Regions from separate parts of the Rattus norvegicus genome. Here region 1 is linked to region 2. A link is a contact called in public Hi-C data. All regions are on one chromosome and are shown on one strand. The core of a region is the stretch at or near the end of the contact, and the rest is flanking DNA. Distances in the headings are between cores, read along the strand shown. Region 1 overlaps Atxn1 (ataxin 1). Region 2 overlaps LOC108348532 (a long non-coding RNA gene).

What was found. Hi-C and Micro-C count contacts between places; a contact is called where the count stands out from the background.
Region 1: a contact with region 2 is called in a Hi-C map of frontal cortex, with 2.3 times the contacts expected there. The contact joins two enhancer-like sites. A contact is called at or near these places in 4 of 12 Hi-C or Micro-C datasets (Schwann cells, frontal cortex, kidney and 1 more).

The regions. Positions count from the first base shown.
Region 1 is chr17:19,259,336-19,265,371 of GRCr8, reverse strand. All of the region lies in intron 7 of Atxn1 (ataxin 1), which reads right to left. Among named protein-coding and RNA genes, the nearest start is that of Gmpr, 130 kb to the left of the region's middle. Within about 2 kb of position 3,716, at least 5 of the 93 cell types and tissues checked have an H3K27ac peak or open chromatin away from gene starts, as enhancers often do.
Region 2 is chr17:18,739,532-18,745,952 of GRCr8, reverse strand. LOC108348532 (a long non-coding RNA gene) reads left to right here. Exons shown (of 4, transcript XR_001841837.3): 4 at 1,076-2,521. Among named protein-coding and RNA genes, the nearest start is that of Stmnd1, 120 kb to the right of the region's middle. Within about 2 kb of position 3,537, at least 10 of the 93 cell types and tissues checked have an H3K27ac peak or open chromatin away from gene starts, as enhancers often do.

The DNA of each region.
Region 1 (6,036 bases), core at 2,467-4,966, 520 kb before region 2:
AAGATACCTGGTGGGCTGGGGATTTAGCTCAGTGGTAGAGCGCTTACCTAGGAAGCGCGCAAGGCCCTGGGTTCGGTCCCCAGCTCCGGAAAAAAAAAAAAAAAAAAAAAAAAGAACCAAAAAAAAAAAAAAAGAAAGAAAGATACCTGGTGTTAGTCTTGAGTCATCACATAAATACAGACAGACAGACACACACATGCTCATGAGTCTACACACATGTAGCTATGTATACACATACACATAAAAGTAAGATCTTTTAAAAATGTCGATTCCTTGGACTGTACACTACAGACTATGATCCCCATATTCTGACAGCACTTAACAGCGCTTAATAGAGACTCCAGCAGGAGTGTCAAGCCTTTGTGACATTGTGACAGGGTGCTGTGATCAGTAGATTAGTGGGTCACCTTTGTAGAAATCCTGATCCACAGGTTAGACGTGCCCGATGAATCCCCAAACTCCAAAGTAGGAAATTGGACTAGAAATGAGTACACTCTCAACGGCAAGTCCATTAAGATTAATTAATCCACGGCTTTAGGCTGCTTAGGGATAACTGCTAGAAACCTTTGCTGTCTTGTCTCAGAAGCCCGCACAGCTAGGAGGCACACGATCCTTTTTCCCCCCTCAGAAATATCCTAAACCAAACCAAACCAAAACAAAGCAAAAAATCCCAAAGGGCTAAACTAATGTCCAGCGTCCATACAGGTCTGTCTATGGCAACATTCTTCATCTTTGGGAAACTTCACTCTCAGCCTCCTCTACCTCCATGAACAGCTGAGGTAAACAGGCCTCAAGGGGGCCAGCTTCAGCGCCTTGCAGGGCGTTACTTAAATCTCACTTATTCCCTAGGGAGTCCAATGGTTGTGTAAAAACTAAACGCAGCCCAACCCCATCAAAACAAAAGGCCTTGGCATGGAAAGCTTTCAACTGTCATCTTGTCTCCCCACCCCCACACATACTGAGTCGTAATTCCCCAAAGTTCCCAAAAGGCACACGCTTGGCAATCGAACACCACCACAGCATCCCTAGAGTGACAATCCGGCTAGAGTTGGTGCCTCAGCATTCTGTGGGGCCCAGCTTCTCCACTGGGAGCTAAAGGCGTCCTGAAAGTGGAGGGTGGTTGAACGCAGAGGAGAATACACTCTCTGGGGAGCGGGTGACACTCCGGCTACCTGCTGTCTCGGGGTGTTGAGAGTCAGGAAGCCAGACATTCTGGCTTCAAGGTGCTGCCCTAGGGACTGTAAGGAGGGAAGTCCTGTGGCTCTCTGGCATCAGGGCGACAAGGTCTATTTACAGTAACAGTAGACCAGCCAAGCCATCGCAGGCATGAGGAGCGGGGCAGGCAAGCAGCATTTGATGAACGTTCTGTGTAAACATGGCCGTCCTACTGCTGCATGTTTTCTCCTTCGCTCTCACGCTGCCCCACAAGCAGAAACGATTGCTTCATTTAGGAGCAAGCTGAAGCTTAAAAAAAAAAAATCTTCCTCAAAATGGTAAGCATTGCAGGATACATTGCAGATGCAGGACTCGAACCTGGGCCTGCCTGGTTTTTAACATGTTCTTAGCGCGTGCACATCACAATGCCTTCTAGAAGGCAATGTTGTTTTTAGGCCTGATGATGGGATTGGCCCACCTTGAAGATGAGGCTTCAGATTCAGTGTTTCTGCTCAAGGTGTGGGCTATGCCACATACTGTAGTCTGAACCTCTGGCACTGAGTCATGCCTGTAATAAGAAAGCAATCATTTCCTAAGGCCTATCTGGTACCCACATCACTGATGTCACATTCGATGGGTGCTTACTAGATGGGCGGATGAACCGGAGTCAGTGTGTGAGAGAATAAATGCATGAATGAATGAAGGCGAGGCTGACAGGCTCATCAGGGACTCAGCCAGCAACGTTGGTTTAGTTCATCACTGTAATCCCGTACCTGAGAAAGTGGACTTCCATGCAAGCAAATGTTTTAGTTGTCATTGTTCTGAAGGCCCTCATTAAATATCAAGTAGCCTTAATAACCTAGGCTCTGGTGACGGTGGCATGTGGTGGTAGCATGTAACAGAACCCCTTACCTCACAAGCCAGCAAGCAGAGACGAGAACGAGACCAGGGTCCCCCATACCCTAGTATCAAGAGCATCCCCATAATGCTCCTGGAACCTCTCTGTGGAACGCTACCCCCTGAGCCAAAGAGCGGCCATCTTTAGTACTATTTCAGTCATGCTGCTTGCCAAAGATCATCTCGGCTGGGCTTGTTGACTGCTGATGCTCCCTTCAAGGAAGGAGAAATGAGGAGGGTCCCATGACCCTCCATCTATGCAGTTTTGGGGAGGCCCTCATCCATGATGGGGGAAGACTTCTCAGTGCAGCTGAAGGGGGCCACCCTCAGTCCCTCCCTCGCGATCTGTAAGAAAGCCCGATAAATGTATTGGTTCCTCAGGGAGACCTTTGATGGGAATCAAACTTTGCTTTATCACTAGAACTCTCAATGAGGAAGGGGTAGATACTCCCTATCCCCTCCCAGAGAGAAGATCACTTCCTAATACTGTGTCCACAGGGCTAAAGCCTTTTATACACGAAGCTCTGGGAGACACGCCTCTAAGTCACAGCACCTATATGGACACTGACAAGTCAATAATAATAATAATAATAATAATAATAATAATAATAATATATCTATCTATCTATCTATCTGGAGGACGTGGTTTTGAGTCGTGACATGATATTTGGTGATGGGGAAACAGGCTTGGTGTGTGGTGGGTCTGAGCTTCTTTGGAGGCAGCGGCCCACCTAAGACAATGCCGATTTCTACTGAGAACCGAGCTCCGTCTGAAGCCCACGTTCCCTTTGGAAAGCTCCAGCTCAGAGGAACAGATATGAGAGTGGGGTTTTATCTGGGTCAATGAGCGTTCCTTCACGTTTCTGTGCTGCAGGTCCAAAACTGAAATACTCTCAAAGTCAGAAATGAGCAAGCATTGCCGGACGTTCAGTTTCGAAACTGAAGCATTGATCGTTTGTAGGAGAGGTGCTTAATGTGAGAGGTAAGGAGAGAATTCCGTTCTGCAGCCTAAAGGAGCTAATAAAAAAGTGTGCAGGCAGTGATTATGCACTGGGAGGCATTGGGTAAGCCCTTCCTGCTCCATGGGCAGATAATCGCATGCCCAGTTCTCATTTATACAAAGTGTTAGCACTCGTTTCCGAAATGCACTTCCGCTTTTCCATCTCTTACTGCTCAGGGACTCTGGTGGATTCCTTGGGATCCTGCACACTCACAGAGGTACTCAGATACCAGATAATAAATCAGGGGAGAGACAGGTCGTGTGGTTCACTGGTCACTATTAAACCCACCCAGACTCATCTTGGTTCTGTCCTGTAGCCCCTTCTTCGGGGCTAACACTCACCACTCAGAGTTTGCTGCAAGCTATTATGAGGGAGCTAAACATAAAACACCATCTGCATAATGAAACACTGATCCCCAAGAGTGTGGCGCCCACGGCACACATGAATGCTAGACAGAAGATAACCAAATGTCTAGACTTATTCAAACCTGCTTTGAGTAGCTCCAGTTTGTAACTAGCTGCTTTCTCAGCTTGAGAAGCAGACGCTAGCTTGAAGACGGATATCCGTAACTGAACAACAAGCTGGCCCTCTGGGACCTCCTCACCCAGGTCTTTCTGAGTTTATCTGTACGCACACAATAATGGCTCCTTAAGCTGCCATCAGCTTTCTAAAAATACACACTGTTTGAAGCATGCCCAGGAAAAAGTCTTGGCCCTTCCTTCCATTCACTATGTTGGTGGGCTGGAGTTTTTCTAAGTGGATTCCACTCTCCAGCCTTTTCAAATTAAGTTACCAGGGTTGTATAATTTAAGGATGTATGGACTTGGGTCTTGTCACAGTGAGCTAAAAGCACAGTTGTGTCATTCTAGAGCAAACAACAGTTACAATCAGCCAAGGACCCACAGATCCTGTATCTGTAGGCTCCCTATCCACAGATTAACCAACTGCAGGTCAGAATCATTTTGGAAACCAAACCGAGAGTGTCCCTTGAAAAGCAAAATGTGGATTTGCTACAAACTGAACACTGTGTCAAAAGCACATGGCTGGAGTGATGTCAAACACTGTCAGTGGGCATTGTAAGTAATTTATATAAAATATATTCAAGACCAGGCATAGGTTACATTGAGTGAATATATCTCTCTTATTTAAGGGACTTATGCAACCTCAGATTTGGTAGTCATAGGTGGACATAGTTCCTCCCCACCCTGAGGATAGCAAAAGACAGCTGTTCTCCCTGTCCAGGCTTTGCCCAAGAAACCTTAACATTACCTCATTCGGTTTCTATGACAACACCCCTGACAAATCCAGTTTCTAGGAATGAGACCAACCCTGTGCCAGGACACCTTGGTTCCTATAGTAGATGCGGTAATTTTAAGACATAAGGGATTAGATGAGAAGATAGTTTTAATATTATGCTGTAAAACGAGTGCTGGTTTTGATTTCACTCAGGAGCAACTGCTGGTTTCCCCCAGGCAGGTGGGAGACATAACTTGGTGGGAAGCGAGAAGGCGAGAAGGCGATGGAGTCACGGAGCCACGAGTGAGTCTCGGATCCCACTCACCCCGCCTTGGGGAAATGTGTGGACGCTCATGTGACAGCTTTACATACCCGATGCCCACATGCTGGAGTAAATTAAGGAACTCCTCCTCCCCCCCCTTTTTTTTACCAGGAAGCTTGTTATAGGAAAAGCAAAAGCAAACGTGCAGCCTCATTCGCTCTACTGATGAAGGGCCCATATGCAAAGAGGTCCTGAGGGCTCCCTGATTCTGTTGGAGGCAAAAGGATCTCAAGGCAGGGGCACAGAGAGGAAATATTTAACTTCCCCTTCTCCTCCTTTTAAAATGCGAGTTGCCAACCGTGGGAAGGTGGGGGCAAAGGTCATAGGAACACAATTTCATTTATCCATAGAAACAATGTTTTGTCGGCTCATCTTTAGTAACATCTTGCCTGCTGTGTGCCCTGCAACCAGCATTGGTTTTCCCGTTTCTGTAAAATGATGTTGGTGGTTTGAAAAAAATACGTCGATAGTTTATATCGATTTAATTATGGCGAGGACTTGAAGCAACAGCGCTTCTTTTCTAGAAGGACCCCATAGTTTCATGTAAAATGACTTCTCCCTAAACTGTCTAAATTAGAGAGATTTTGCTAGCTCAATAATGAATACTGCATCTCACATCTCCTTTCCCCTTTCTCCTCTCCCCGGGGCCTTTTGAAAGAAACGGTTTGCTGTAACCATGGAGCACGCAACAGGGAAATCTATAAAATATAAGAACAAAATGTACTTTATAGGGTTGTGGTGGGGGGAAATCTAAGAAGAACATCTGAAAAAAAAAAAAACCACTCAGTAGAGTGGCTGACATATGTTCAATATACATTAATGTCAATTATGATTATCAATCCTCTCTGGTCATGAACCTAAAGCAGTTTTCAACCTGGTTTGCTTGGATACCTGTACAATCCTGACGCACAGTCTGAGCTCCTAATTCCATCCCAGTTCACTGTACTTTGCCTGGGTGGCTCACACCTTCCACTCTGCAGTCTGGCGATGCATGAGGGCACTGGAATTCCTCCGTTGTACATTTTCATTTTCACTGGATATCCAGTAGAATGTGGCTTATACCTCACACAACGCAGGCTTTTATTAAATATTTATTGGACAAATACACGAATATAAGCAATACTTGTAAATAAGCAAATATATGACGGAATATATCTAGGAGTGTAACAGCCGGGTGAAACAACAGATGCAGGCTCTACCTGGTAAGTGCGCATGTGCGTGCGCATGCGCATGCGCATCTACATGTAACCATGCTGCCAGCGATCAGAGCTAGCTAGGGCCTCACAGGCAAGTACTCAATTACTGAGCCGTACCCCCAGCTCTTATGATACGTAACTTTTTGTCATCTTTCTTTGAAATAAATGTGTTTCCTTTTGTAAGCCTTTTGTAAAATACACTTCTTTTTTAAGGACAAACTGTTAGGCG
Region 2 (6,421 bases), core at 2,288-4,787:
AAAGAAGTAGATTTGTAAATGAGTTTTATCAAGTCAACATTTCTTGAATTCTACACATTCTGCATTATGTTTCTTGGACAGGCTACTATTTTTTTTTCCACTAGGGATCATTTATCTAGCCTAGATAGTCAGAGGTAAATCAAAACTACCCTTGATTTCTTTGGTAGGCGGAGCAGGGGCAGAGGAAGGACTCTGCAGAGAAGACCAGAGGAGCTGTAAAGCCATTTGATTCACTTTAAACTCTTAAGTAGAGAGGCTGTAGGGATGGCTCAGGGGTTAAGAACTCTGACTGGCCTGGCAGAGGAACTGGTTTCAATTCTCAACACCCACGTGACAGCTCACACGTATCTGTAACTCCAGTGCCAGGTGACCCTGTGTCCTCTTTTGTCTTTCAAGGGCACCAATCACATGCTGCACAGATACACACATAGGCAAAACACCCATACACATAAAATAAAAATTGATAGAAAAACAAAAAAAAAACTTAAGTAAAACATGACAACTTGGATTAACAAATAGAAAACTTTGTATGCATGTAAGGACATCTTATGAAAGAAGTTGGGGTGGTTCAAAGGGGGCTGAGGGGAAAGACAAGATCAGTAGAGGAAGGAGTTCCGAAGGAAGAGAAGGCAGGAGGGCAGATGAGGTGGCGCCCTCTGTCGCACTCTCTGCCACATCCACCCCACATCCCACCTCATACCTCACCCAAGACTCACTCGCTGACTTCTTAGCGAAAAATTCCAGACTTCATGGTGGCAGTTTAACAATATAAAATGAGATGGCTTTCCTGTTAACTTCTTAATATTTCATTGTTTTCCCTTGCCTACAGAAGTGGGGTGGTCCCCCCTCCTCCTCCTTCCTTCCCGAAATGCTGCACTTATGACTAAAACCTAACGTGCCCATTTTATCAAGCACCAGTCAGTTAGATGACAGAGAAATCAGATAACACTTGGAGGGGGAAATGGTCTATGTATCTTATAATCACGGTGTAGGGAAATTGTGATATGCTTTTAGAAAATTATTCATCTTCTTGTGAAACTCAGGAAGGTTCTTATTTCTCTCACCCCCCGGACAGGTGACAGTAACCTAAGGATGCACAAGGAATGTCACTCATCGGTGCTGAATTCCCCAGGGTAAACCAGTGACAGAACCAAAGCACAGCGGTAATAGTAAGACAGGGTACAGGTGTCGTCAAAACAGCGTTGTTTCAACCAATGAAGAAGTATATACACAGTGGGGGACCTCTGAGACTGTATTGAAATCGGGAAACTCTTGGAGCTTCATGACATTAATGTCATAGTAAAATAGACCATGTATTTGTGACCATGGTTATGTGAACTAAACCACCAATCTGGCCCTTATGTAAAGGTTCACCCTAAAAACTATATACATACACAGTACTTGATAATGATGATGTCTGTCATTTCAGGGAAGTCATGACAGGAACTCACACAGCTAACCACATCACAGCCACAGCTGAAGACAGACTGGATCTCACCCACACAGGCTACCTGCTTAATTGTGCCCAGACAGCTTTTTTTTCACTACTCATCAGTTCAGTGCTAAGCCTATGAAATTGTCCCAACTGGTGTTCAGGGCGGACCTTCCCACCTCTGTTAATAATCAAAAACAAATCCCCTACAGATATGGCCACAGGCTGGTCTAGATAATTCCTCATTAAGACCCTCTTCCCAGGTGATCCTAGGTTTAAGCAGATAGTTAAAACTGATCAGCCTGGTTTATCATATTGGGGTTGGGGGAGCTTACTGTAAACATGGTGTATTACTCTTCAGTGGACCTTTTCACCCTGTGTTTATGCTTACAGTATGTGTTGATAGCATCGTTCTCTGGTGCTTGATTTAAGCTCATGCTTTGTTCATCCTGGACCCTAAATATAAAAAAAATCCACTGCTGATGTGACTAGCAAGAGGTCACATGGAGTAATTGACCTGGAAATGAAATTTTAAGTGATTAAGGACTATGGAGGTGAAAAATCGATGGCGGTTATTGCTCTCCAATCAAGCATGCCCCAGCTCGAAGCTACGGTCTTGAAAAATGTGTACAAGGGGATCGAAGCTGCTTAAGGATCTGATTTGTGGAAGTCGCTAGAAGGTGGCAATGGAATCCTAGCACTTGGGAGACAGAGACAAAAGGACCAGAAGTGTAGCGTCATCCTTGGCGACATGGGGAGTTAAAAGCCAACCCGCACTCTCTGAACTTCTATTTCCAAAAACTAAAAACTACCTAGATGAGGCTGGGTAAGATTTGGAGGAACCTCCAATGGCCTGGATCAAAGACCAGACAGAACTACAATGTATCCAAGCAGCAAGACAATGGGGACCATTTGCTGGACCCGCCCACAAGGTTGAGGTTCCAGGTGGTTTGAGCTAATCAAGGAGTGTTATTTTGTTACTCGATGTCAGAACAAGCAGTGGGTCTCCCAGGGCTGATGGCTCTTAGATACTCTGTGGAAGCTGACTGCCGGAGGGAGCTACTTGTAGAATAAGATCTTTAGTATGGATAGTATCTCCCTGTTCTGGAAATGGAGACCCGGAAAGCAGTCCCATCCGTAGGGAGGTAGAATTGGTGATCACTTTAAAGCTTTTAGACAAGGCAAGAGTCTTCTTTAAAAGCAGTGTTGATACAGGGCTGTAAATCGAGGCCCTTTTGCCACCTGGCATGATGGCATGGTGGCATGGTGAGGACCCCAGGACCTCCCAGCATGGCCTTCCAGTGTGTCAATATGCACCCTACTGGTGGCCTGCAGGAACAGAGAGAGGGCAAAGACAGTCCAACTCTGCTCCCTGGTGTCCCGCCAACTCCTTATGCCAGACCAAGAAGACCGTTTGGAAAATGGTTTTTGATGCTTTGCTTGTGTAGGTGCGTGTACACAAGTTGACTCAATGATGTCCCGATGACACATTTCAAACCTGGTAACATGTGACCATACTCCGGACCTGTACCAGGCACTAGTCCAAGTACTTTGTGTCTATCCACACCTGTGAGGTGGGGTCTATCCGTCCCATTTTCTATGTGAGTAAACTGAGGTTCAGAGGGTTTAAGTCATGACTAATCGATGTCAGATCATCAGGAGTCCAGCTGCACATGCTCCTGAATATAGCCTTTTGATCATGGTGCCTTGCCTTTGAAGTTTGCCAGTAGGTCTAAACGCTACTTTAGAAACTGCTGATGGCATGTGCGAGCTTGCTTTTAGAGGGTTGGCAGCCAGAATCTCAACTCATCCACACTGTGCTAGCTTGCTTCCCAGCATCTGCACACACCCCTGAATGTTTATAACTGACACAGCCACTTGAATCAGTCACTGTCAACTCCCATCCGCATTCTGCCCCAAAATGCCCACATGACACCATGCTAGGCTCTCAGCCATGCAGGGCGCACATTATCTACGATTTCTTCTCTTCCCACCCGCCTGCCGCATTTGTCCGATCCCCTAACTTACTGTTTCATAGGGCTGCTGTGGGCTCATGAAGTCTCTCAAGTAGGATCTGATTGCTGCCTCTACCTTAAGCTTGGCCCATTTGCAAAAGCCAGTGCTGTTTTTAGTACAGTGCCCAGCTCAGAAAGTCCCCGAGGATCAGAGAAGCGGCTTGTTCATGGAAATCTTTCTCCATACATCACCGATCTGAGGCATAATCTGTAATTGCGTACATACAATGCACTCAGTGGTCACATGTTCCCCCTCCCACTTCTGGGAAACTAGAGCTGGGAAAAAAATATTCAGAACCTTAACTGGGCTCTTGCTGGTGAAGCAGAAGATTTCAGGTGAGCAGTGGATTCGCAGAGTGGATGCAGTGACCTTTGTGATTTGCAGTGTTTTCATTCTGCAGCTTGCACGGCAGGGACCCTGACTTCAGAAGCTCTGATGGCCTGAGGCTGTGTTGGAGAGAAAAAGAAATAAAGACAGCCTGCCCTACTTCCAGCTTGTCTAGTAATCTCCCTGTGCAGCTGGGAACCTGAACCGGGCAAGACTGTGTGGATGAGCGACCTCTAGTGGCTGTGATTGGGAAGTGCTCCCCGGCTTTGAAGACTGCTCTTGAAGGCTGTAAGACAGGTTTGTGTCCATCCTCGGCTGCGCCGCAGGAAGATTTAGATGAGATATAAACATACAAATGTAAGGAGCTTATCCTTCAGGCCGAGGAAGTCAGAAGAACACACGGCTTCTCTACTGAGTTGATTGCGTAGGAACTTCCTAGGAGGCAAAGTAGGTAACTCAGGAAGCTGAGCCCAGAGGGACAAAGGAACTTTAGAGAACTGTCCGGTGGAAGGCCATCTTTGGATAGGAGAATAGCCCAAAGCAGGCAGGAGAGGGAAAGAATTCCTGATGCGTGCAAAAGGGATTTCAAGGGAAAAGGATCAAGTCTGAGTAATATTGGGTTGCCTGTAAAGTAGGCCTGAGCTGGGAAAACAGTTCAGTCTGGTGTGTGTGTGTGTGTGTGTGTGTGTGTGTGTGTGTGTCTGTCTGTCTGTCTGTCTGTCTGTCTGTCTGTCTGCCTGCCTGCTTGTCTGCTGTCTGTCTACCTGTGTGTGTCTGTATATCTGTGTACCTGTGTGTGTCTCTTTGTGCTTGTGTGTGTGAATGTGTGTATCTGTGTGTGAGTGTATATGTTTCTCTGTGTGTGTGCATGTGTGTGTGTGTGTGGCTGTGTCTGTATCTCTATGTCCCTGTGTGGGTCTCTATGTGTCTTTAAGTGTGTCTGTGTGTGTGCCTGTGTGTCTCTGTGTGTGTGTTGTGTCTCTGTGTGTGTCTGTGTGTGTAGGTGTATCTGCATGTGTGCCTGTGTATGTCTGTGTGTGTGTGTGTTTGTGTGTGTGTCTTTAAGTGTGTCTGTCTGTGTTTGGGTCTGTGTATGTGTTTTTATGTGTCTGTATGTCTGTGTCTGTCTGAGTCTTTAAGTGTGCCTGTGTGTCTGTATGTCTGTGTCTGTGTGATCTGTGTATCTTTAAGTGTGTCTCTGTGTCTGTGAGTCTGTGTCTGTGTGTGTCGTTAAGGATGTCTGTGTGCGCACCTGTGTGTGTCTCTGTGTGTATCTGTGTATGTGTCTCTGTGTGTCTGTGTGAGTCTTTAAGTGTGCCTGTATATCTGTGTGCCTATGTGTCTGTGTGTGTGCCTGTGTGTGTCTCTGTCTGTGTCTGTGTATGTGCCTGTGACTGTGTGTGTATGTGTATGTATCCGTGTGAGTATTCACACACACACACACACACACACACGCTCAGTAGCGTGCTTATGAAGATCAGAAGATAAGAGTTGGTTCTCTTAGCCCTGCAGTGAGTCCAATAATTAAACTTGGGTCATCAGGCTTGGTAACAAGAACCTTAGCCCCCAGAGCCACCTCACTTGTCGACTTGGGCTCCTGGTGATATACCCTTCTTGGACCACCCCTGCGAAAAACTATCTCATCTCCCAGCCTGGGCAACTCCTTTGCCCCAAATGTACGTGTGGCACATTTTGTTCCAATGACAAAAACACCAGGGTCTGTGAGCTCAACCCCACCAGGGCTGAATAGTTAACACAGGTGAGTGAAATAGACAGCAAGGAAGACTCTGGCATTCCAATGCTGCTAATTTTAATTTTCAGCTTTTAGTCACATTGGCCAGCCTAGAGTAGTGAGTACAGGTGGAAAGAGTAGAGGTTATGAAGTCAAAAGGAGAATTAAAGCCTGTGGAGGCAGGGGAGTCCCTGAAATAATCCAAGAGTAAGACAAGAATGAAACCCAGTTCAGTGCGACTCAGTATCCACCACTGGCTCAAGCTCTGAGAGTCTCACTTCAGTTCATTTATTTAAGCACTGCACAATTTGGGGAGAGGAGAGGGTTCTGATGACAATTAACCCAGTCCTAAGTGTACAACAAATTTAAGGCAAATTGAGATTCTTTACAAAGTGCATCTGGCTTCTTTCTCAAAGATGGGTATCGTTGACTCAGAGATGGTGCCCAAGATTCAGGGTCTAGGGAGAATCACTGAGTTTTACATAATGCTCATGGGTGTCAGGATTGAACTGGCCCTACGATAACACAGAAGCCACTTAGGCTGTTGTAAAGCACAAGCAACATCACTCATAAGAATGACTTTTATGCCCTGGAAGCAACGCTCAAGATTTAGGGGGAAATGGGTCTGGCATAGCAAAACATGAACTCTAGGGACTATGGGTAAAGCCTGAAACAACAGATACCGAATGGTCTGCATGTGGTAAACTACGATCTTTTCTCCTAGCGTTCTGGGAGAACAGCTAAGCAACTTCTTCCTTTAAAGAGCTAAACTGCCCGTTTAACTTTTCCAGCTTCTCCGGTGCTTATCTGTATGCGGCATTTTTGCCCTTCTGCAAAAAAAAAAAAAAAAAAAAAAATGCCCGTCCAGTAGTCAGCAGTTCTGGGGGATTTTTATAATCAAGAGCACAGATCTG